Regions from separate parts of the Sus scrofa genome. Here regions 1 and 3 are each linked to region 2. Evidence: chromatin contacts called from public Hi-C and promoter capture Hi-C data. All regions are on one chromosome and are shown on one strand. The core of a region is the stretch at or near the end of the contact, and the rest is flanking DNA. Distances in the headings are between cores, read along the strand shown.

Region 1 (2,700 bases), core at 38-2,537, 190 kb after region 2:
GAGGGAAGAGGGGCTGGAAACTGAGTTCCATCACTAAAAAGCCATCGGTTTAAGCAATCAGACCAAAGTAATGAAGCCTCCATTAAAAACTCCAAAGATGGAGTTGGGAGAGCTTCCCGGTTGGTGAAGCAAGAGTGGCAAGCATGGACGCTCCACGTCTCTTCCCAAGTGGCTTGTCCTCTTCTTCCATCTGGCAGTTCCTGAGTTACATCCTTTTATAAAAAGCCAGTGGTGATCTAGTGAGTAAAACATTTCTCTGAGTTCTGTGAGCCACTCTAGCAAATTAATGAAACCCAGAGAAGAGTCCTTGGGCCTAGAGGGGTCAGTCAGAAGCACAGGTGATATCTAGACTTGGGACTGGCCTCTGATGTGGGGGTTGGGGGCAGTCTTGGGGACCCAGGCCTTAACCTAAGGGTTCTGATGCTCTTGCCAGCTAGTGTTAGAATTCTGTTGAATTGTAGGACACCCAGCTGCTACCAGAAAACTTCTTGATGGTGGGGAGGGGGGACTGAAATAGCAGCATCACACTGGAAGTGTAATAAGAATTACATATACTCACACGCACCTATAAAAACGCAAAAACTGGGTCTCTCCACATGCACTCACATACACACACACAGATGGTTTTCCAAATGCAAGCACAGCCGCAAAAACTGAGCCACACACATACAAGTACACATTTACACTAACGGTAGCTACTCTACACGCCTTCATTATCTTTGGTCTCCAACACACACACACACACACACACACGCAAGTGGAATCTATAGTCAGTATTTTAAGCTCCGTGAGCCAATTCTGTTGCAAGTGCTCAGCTCTGCCACCGCGCAAAGTACATCAAGGTGCGTGAGCACACGCATTCAAAGTAAGTTTCCACACATACGTACCAACCACAAAAGCTAGGTTTCTCACACACACGCAAAATACAAGGGTACACAACCACAAAAACCGGGTCACACACATACAAATACGAACATACAATTCCAGAAACAGTAACTTCTACCCACATTCACTGTCTTTGGTTTCCAACACACACACGTTCTCGAACAATGATTCATGCTCACACACATACACAATAACAAAACCTGAGCCTCACAAACACAAACGCAAAATCACAACCCAGAACCCGAAAGCCCAGGGGATAGAGGCTGCCTCTCACCTCCGGGCTCCTCCCACAGACTCGCGGTCACCTAAGCGGCCACAGGAGGGCGCCCGCGTCCTCGCCCGGGGCGGAAACGAGCCGCAGAGGCTCCTGGGGGATGTAGTCTGGGGCCCAGAAAGGCGCCGCGCAAAGGATTCTGGGGCTGTTCGTTCAGTGAACGCGCAAGCGAAATCTCACTCCTAGCCTAGGGGAACATCCCTCTGCCTTTTTCCGCGGTCAGTTCTCCTCCAGACGGGACAAATCAGAGCCAGCGCGGGCCAGGACGCCTCAACTTCACGATCCAGGCGCGGCGGTCCAGAACCGCGCCACGTCCCGGAGGCTTCTGGGAATTGCAGCCTGAACTCGCAGTGCACACGCACGAGCGCGCGCATTACCACCCGCGGGTGAGCCCTGCTCCAGATCCCTCTGAGCTCCGGGCACAAAAGGGGAGGGGTTTTGGGGAGAAACGCTCCCGGACGGAGACGTGTAGGTGTTGAATGCCGAGGGCGGCGAGCTGGGGGAGCTGGGTTTAGCTGAAGGGATCAAGGAAGGGCCCCAGCAGCTTCATACTTCTACGTGATTTCACAAGCACAGTTACAGGTGGGGCCCCCAGACAGCCCCAAGCAGAATAGCAGGGCCGGAGAGCTGCGTGACTTGGTGCAGGGAAGGGGCTTCGGGCCGGCGCGCGTGCGGCGGCGCCCCAAGAGCGGCTCTGACTGGATGAGCGTGCCTGCGTACACCGTTGCGTGTAGAGGGGTGGGGCCTCAGGCCCGTGACCGTGGAAAGGTCCCCGGAGAAGCGAGCGAGCGCCTGCGCGCCGCGTGGCTTTGTTTAGAGGCGGGGCCTCGCCCTCTCGGGGACGCCTTAGGGGCGGGGCCTTGGCCCGCCGACGTGTCCCGCGCGCGAGGGGGCGGGGCCAGCCAGCGCGACTCCCGGCTCGCGGAGGCGAGTGCGCAGGCGCGGGGGACGCGCGGAGCTGAGCGGGTGGGTGCCGCGAGGACACGACGCGGGAGGACGGGGAAAGGGTGAGTGTGGGTGTGGGGTGTGGGTGTGAGGTGGTGAGACTCCGCGCCCGCAGCTGCCTGGCGTTTTCCGCCCGTGACCGCCTGTGGGGCTGCGTCTGGTTGTGTGTTGAGGGTGTGAGGTGAGTGACTGACTGCACCGTGCGGCGGCGTCTCCGCGTTTTGTGTGTGTGTGTGTGTGACGGAGCCGGCCCGTGTGGTGACGGGAGCGGGCCTCGGGACCGCGTACCTTTCCACCGCGAGGTCTGTGGTGCGTGAGGAACAAGGGACTGCGCCTGTGGGGCGGGGGAAGAAGCGCTGGGGGCTGGGAGTGGGTGCGTGAGTGTGGCTCTGAATTTGTGTTATTGGGGCGCGTTCGTGCGTGTGTGTGTGAGGGGGAGAGAGTGACGTAGGTGGTCTTGCCTCGCAGCTGCAGTGGCTGCGTAATTTGACCAGGTGCTGTACGACTGCGAGTGGGCGGTTGTGAGTGTGTGGCAGCGTGTGACTGTGCTGTCCCGAGGTCTCTCCTCCTAACCGTGGAAGGCGGGGGGGAGGTCC
Region 2 (2,700 bases), core at 42-2,541:
CGGAACTAGAAGAGCCTCTGTCCACACTCGCCGTGGCTCACTTTTCCGTCTGATCACGCTATCCCCAGCTTGCCTGGCCCCGTGGGCCCGAGAGGCACTCATCTCTACAAACTGGGGCGTCCCCCTTTGTGGCCAAGACTGGGGCGGGGGTACGGGAGCGCGGTTCGACGCCCAAGAGGCTCTGAGGTGGCCATCGGGCCCGGCCACCTTCCTCGCCCTGCCTCGCGGGACACGCGGTGCCTGACCTTGGCCCAGCCACTTCCCCTCCGCCGCACGCGCTTCCTGCCGCCCCCGCGCTGGGGCGAATGAATGAGCCTCCCACCGGCCGGAACGCCCGTAATTACCGGCCGGATCAAAGGCCGCACGCAGCCCGCCCCGGGCGGCAACGGGACCAGACTCCTTTGAAAAGGGGAAGGAGTGGGGGCAAGCGGGGGGCCAAGACAAGCCCGTCCTGGGGCTGCCGTTTCCGGTCAGGCCGGCTGAGCCCGCGAGGCCCCCTCCCCCACCGGGGCCTCAACTTCCCCCGGGAGTCGCCACCACTTCCGGCCACGACCGGCCGGGGAGGCTGGGGGGACGCGGCGGCCCCGCCCCCCGAGCCCCTGGCGCAGCGCGCGCTCCGGCCCGGGCGCGCTCCCCAGGCGCACCCCCCTTCCCGCGCCCGCGCGCTCCCCGAAGCCCCTCCCGGCGCCCCCGCCCCGCCCCGCGTCAGCGGCCGCGCGCCCACTCACGCCCCCCCAGCGGCGCGCACGCGCACTCGCCCGCCCAGTCGCGCTCGCCTCCCGCCTCCCCGCCCGCCCCCCGGCGGCAGCCCGGCGCCCCGAGGCGCGCGCCCACCCAGCCCCGGGCGCACGCCCCCCGCCCTCGCGCCCTCCCCTCACCTCCTCGGTCCCGGGGCCGCCGTGCCGCACTCCTCCTCCTCTCTCCTCCCTTGCGGATGGTGGCAGCGGCGGCAGCGGCGACTCAGACCCTGGGGTCAGGGGGACGGGCGCCCAGGCCGGAAGTGACCTTCCTGGACGCTTCCGCCCGCGCCGCTCCCCCCTCCCCTTCCCCCCCTCCAGCCTCCACCCCGTCCTCGCCGCTCTAGGAGGCGAGCCCGGCGACCCCCTAGCCGCCGCCCCCCCAGCTCTATGGTGCGGAGCGGGCGCCCCAGGGAGCCACTTCCGGACGCGTCTAGGACCCGGGTCCTCCGTCCATGCTCTATGGCGCCGCGCGCTGAGGGGCTTCGGGCCCCGCCCCCTTCCAGGACAGGAGGCGCGGGCTCGGCCCGTTAGGCGGAGACTTCCGGGTGTCTAGGGAGGTGCCCCCCGCCCCCACGCCCGGCTCTCGCGCCTGCGCGGTCGTGTCCCCGCGTCAGCCCCGGGTGGGGAGGTGTCGGGGAGGGTGGCCGCGGAGGCCGCTCGTGCCGCTCCGGATCCTCCCGTCGTCTCTATCATTGTAACCCCTTCCCTGCCGACGCTGTTCGCAGTGGCCGGAGCCCGCGCGCCCGGAGGGGCCCCTCGTCGGCCATCCTGGTCCTTTCCCTACCGGACTGAGCGCTTCAGGCTCCTCGCGATGTCGCGTCCACCGCTTAAGCCCGTTTCCTCCGGTCTAAAGCAACGATAACACATTGTGCGCCTGCAAGGGCTTTGTTAACCTGGTCCCCTTTGCAGATACCTTGGGGAAAGTCACAGACCGAGAATGCGGAGCCTGGGCTCGAACCCGTGGAGTCTGGCTCCAAGGTCTTGTATTGAACCGTACCTATGCATACTGCCTCTTATAACGGAATGTGGATCAGAGCAGCTACGGATTCACCTACTCCCGGGCATGTGCGGCAGGCCCTTTGTAAAGCACTCTCTAGATGTGAGCTGTTTTTGTCAGTATTATGTTTATTAAAATTCTTGTTTAGACCAAGGTATCCTTACAGGCTAGGTTCTCCCAGTCCCTTCCCGGGTCTGTAGTTGGCTGGCTCTCACCTAAGCGACAGATGAATTCTCCTTATTGTTTATAACAATTTTCTTATCGCCATCGCTGAAACAGTCATAGGCTTGGAAGTTACAAAGATGTAGATGCAAGATCGGCCTGTTGAAGCTTCAGTGTAACCAGACGATCTATGTAACTTTGTTTACTTCAATACCCGGCTCATCATAAGCGCTCAGTGAAAATGGTAGTGATTAGTGTTACTTACTGTTGGTATCATTTCTACTGCCATCACGGCTGTATGTCCGTCCTCAAGTCTCGCTCAGCATCAATCATAAGACGTGCATTGTTGCTTCAATAACATCCTCTCAGAAAAAAAGAAAAAATACTGTACAAAATGCACGCGTAAATAGTAAGATGTGTCTGTGTCTAACCTTCAGAAATCCTTCAAAAGTAAAATTTTAAATGCGTCTTAGACTGGAGAGAAAGTGCTATCACCATAGCAGTACCTATGGATTATTATCATGGGTATGAACTTGACCCCATGAGACCTGAGTATAAGAAAGTTCACCCGTCTGTGCTGTTCTGAACCAGATCACTCAGGACTTGCCTGCAACGGCCTGGTTGGTGCAGGGGACAGCTACCCCTCTCCCACCTTCCGGTTACCCACCTCCCACCTGGCAGAACTGAGAACCCAATGGCAAGATCTGGATTCCCAGATGGAAACCATATGTGGAGGATGGCAGAGAAACAAGCGAGAAGGAGCAAGATCGAGGCTTGATGCCTTTGTGAAAAGGAGGCGCT
Region 3 (2,700 bases), core at 6-2,505, 140 kb after region 2:
AATGATTTTGGTTATCAGGACTAGGGGGCAGGGTGGGGTGTGGCTCCTGGCAGCGGTGGGTGGAGGCCAGGGGTGCTGCTCTACACCCTACAGTACACAAGCCCCACTCCCAAATGTCAACAACGCCGAGACTGAGAAACACTGGTTCCCTTTCAGAGTTTCCTCGCTGAAAACAGCCGTCCCCTACCTTGTTCCCTGCTGTCTCCATGGCAACGGGGCATTTTGTAATGAACTGCTGAATGACTAGATGAAGGCCCAGGCGGTCAAGGGGATGCAGGGGTGCTCTTGAGACCCCATAGTGGCCTAGGTTGTCAGGCCTGAAGGTCTCCAACCAAACTGGGAATAAAAAATAACAATAAACAAAAACGAGCCAATGAATCCGGTGAAGGCTCTGAGTAGTTGCTAGAAAGCAGGCACCCAGGCACGATCATTTTCTATAGACTATTTCAAGAAAGCTTCCCAGAGAGTTTCTGCTGAGGTTCAGCGGTAAGAACCCGACTAAGTATCCAAGAGGACGCTGGTTCGATGCCTGGCCCCGCTCAGCGGGTTAAGAACCCGCCTTGCTGTGGCTGAAGCTCCGATTGGGCCCCTAGCCTGGGAACTTCCATATACTGCCGGTTGGACTCTAAGAAAAAAAAAAGCAAGCTTGCCAGATCCCAGGCCGGCAGCCCACAAACGCCCACTCCCCAAGCATCCTCCCACAACCCGCCCAAACACAAGTTCACAAGTGATGGGCGAACCTCCCCCACAAATGACCCCAAGGCCAACGAAAGGGCCCGGACACCGTGGCAAGACCAGGCAAGCAGTGCCAGAGAAAGAAAACGGGAACGCTGGATCGGGGGTCTTTCTCACTTCCACCGGCGACCTAGTTGCTCGGTGACCACTGCCTGATCTTGTTGCGGGCTCCCTGCCCCGCCGCAGCGTGCGGTACTACAACTCCCAAAAGTCTCTGCGACCATTTTCCTCCTCCCCTCCCTCCCCCTCCTTCCCGCTTCCCTAGAAAATAAGTTGGTGGAACCATTCGCCAGAGCTTTCTAGCCACGAAGTCATCCTTGAATATAAGATTTTTATCATGTTCTTCTTTTTATGGAAAAGGGCACTCTCGTTGTCTCCTCCCCTTTTAAACTACAATACCCAGAAGTCTCTGGCCCTCAGGCTGAAAGTTGCCTTGGAGACAGAGAGAGACGCCGGAAGCCAGAGAATGAGGCGGGGCCAGGGTAAAAGAAGGATTCCGATTGGTGGAGTCGTCATAGCGCTGGCTTTGAAGGACAGGTCAAGGGGTGCGCGTGCGCCGTGCGTTGGCCCAGCGCGCGTTCTCGGTCGGCCGAGTCTGGGGGTCCTCAAGCCCCCCGCGACACGACGCTGTCGCAGGTTGCGCTGGGCAAAGGCGAAGCCTGCGCAAACCAGACGCTCCGGCCGCGTTTCCTTGGCCGGAAGTGCGCGCTCCATAGAAGTGTCCCGGGAGGTAAGTGCGATCCGTAGATTCCCCAGCCCCGGTTTCTGAATCAGCTTACATGTTTCCATGGTAACAGCCCCCCCGCATGTGACATCATAGCTTCCTTTGGGAAAAGATGGGACAGATTTGAAGGGCTTGCGGATAATGAGCCGCTGCCCCCTCCAACGGGCGGCCTACCCTGTACCCCTAGTTTCTTCTGCTTTGGGCCTGTTTCCCCTGCTTTGCGAAGTGACCTTTGGAGCCCCTTCCGCCGCCCTCAGTAGCTCTTGGACCCTGGTCGAGGTACACTAGCGCTGTGCCTCAGTTTCGCCATCCGTAAAAGGAGGAGGATGCTAGAATTTGACTCCTAGAGAAGGTTGCTGTGAGGATTAAAGAGCCTTGAGATGGTGCGCCGCACACAATAGCCACTCAAGTGTTAGCGTCTCTGACTGTCATCGTGATCATTGTTCCCTTGGGTTTTGGACAGGTCCCTCCCCTGCTCTGGGGTCTCATGGTTGACTTGCAAACTGGGTGCTTTGGGGGTTGTGTGTGTGTGTCTTTCTTCAGAGCCTCACCCGTGACATATGAAAGTTCCCAGGCCAGGTGATCTAATAGGAGCTGCAGCTACCAGCCTACACCACAGCCACAGCCACGCCAGATTCCAGCTGCATCTGTGACCTACACTGCAGCTCACGTCAATGCCAAATCCTTAACCCGCTGAGCCTGAGCGAGGCCAGGGATGCAACCTGCGTCCTCATGGTTATGGCTTGAACCTAGCCAGAATCTAGATTGAGACTTGAACCCATCTGCTGGGACTCAAACCCAGCCTAAACCCAGATTGGGACCTGAACCCACAGTTTTTAAATTAGAATCACTTACCCAGTGTCTGGACTTACTGATGTTCAGTTTCTGTATGCCTCCACGCAGAATGAATTCAGCGAGACACAAACTGACAGGCAAGAAATAGATTTATTAAGATAGGATGCCTGTGGAGTTACCATCGTGGCACAAGGGAAACGAATCCGATTGGGAACCATGAGGTGTGGGTTCGATCCCTGGCCTCCCTCAGTGGGTGAAGGACCCGGCGTTGCCCTGAGCTGTGGTGTAGGTCATAGATGTGGCTTGGATCTGGCGTTGCTGTGGCTCTGGCGTAGGCCAGCAGCAACAGCTCCAATTCGAGCCCTGGCCTGGGAACCTCCATATGCCGTGGGTGCAGCCCTAAAAAGCAAAAATTAAAAATTAAAAAAAAAAAAAGACAAGAAGCC

The links. Promoter capture Hi-C pulls out the DNA fragments that hold promoters and counts their contacts. Hi-C and Micro-C count contacts between places; a contact is called where the count stands out from the background.
Region 1: a contact with region 2 is called in a Hi-C map of liver, with 4 times the contacts expected there. The contact joins the promoter of ZNF667 here to the promoter of ZNF787 in region 2. A contact is called at or near these places in 3 of 47 Hi-C or Micro-C datasets (liver and skeletal muscle) and 1 of 2 datasets of contacts at active chromatin or transcription factors (alveolar macrophages).
Region 3: a promoter capture Hi-C map of liver shows a contact between it and region 2, with 4 times the contacts expected there. The contact joins the promoter of LOC100620869 here to the promoter of ZNF787 in region 2. A contact is called at or near these places in 1 of 5 promoter capture datasets (liver), 5 of 47 Hi-C or Micro-C datasets (brain, heart right ventricle, liver and 2 more) and 1 of 2 datasets of contacts at active chromatin or transcription factors (alveolar macrophages).

Annotation. Positions count from the first base shown.
Region 1 is chr6:60,637,461-60,640,160 of Sscrofa11.1, forward strand. ZNF667 (zinc finger protein 667) reads left to right here and starts at 1,288. Exons shown (of 9, transcript XR_002344829.1): 1 at 1,288-1,545.
Region 2 is chr6:60,444,820-60,447,519 of Sscrofa11.1, forward strand. It overlaps ZNF787 (zinc finger protein 787), which reads right to left and starts at 1,292. Exons shown (of 3, transcript XM_021095112.1): 1 at 879-1,292.
Region 3 is chr6:60,587,910-60,590,609 of Sscrofa11.1, forward strand. It overlaps LOC100620869 (zinc finger protein 239), which reads left to right and starts at 1,256. Exons shown (of 3, transcript XM_005664876.3): 1 at 1,256-1,465.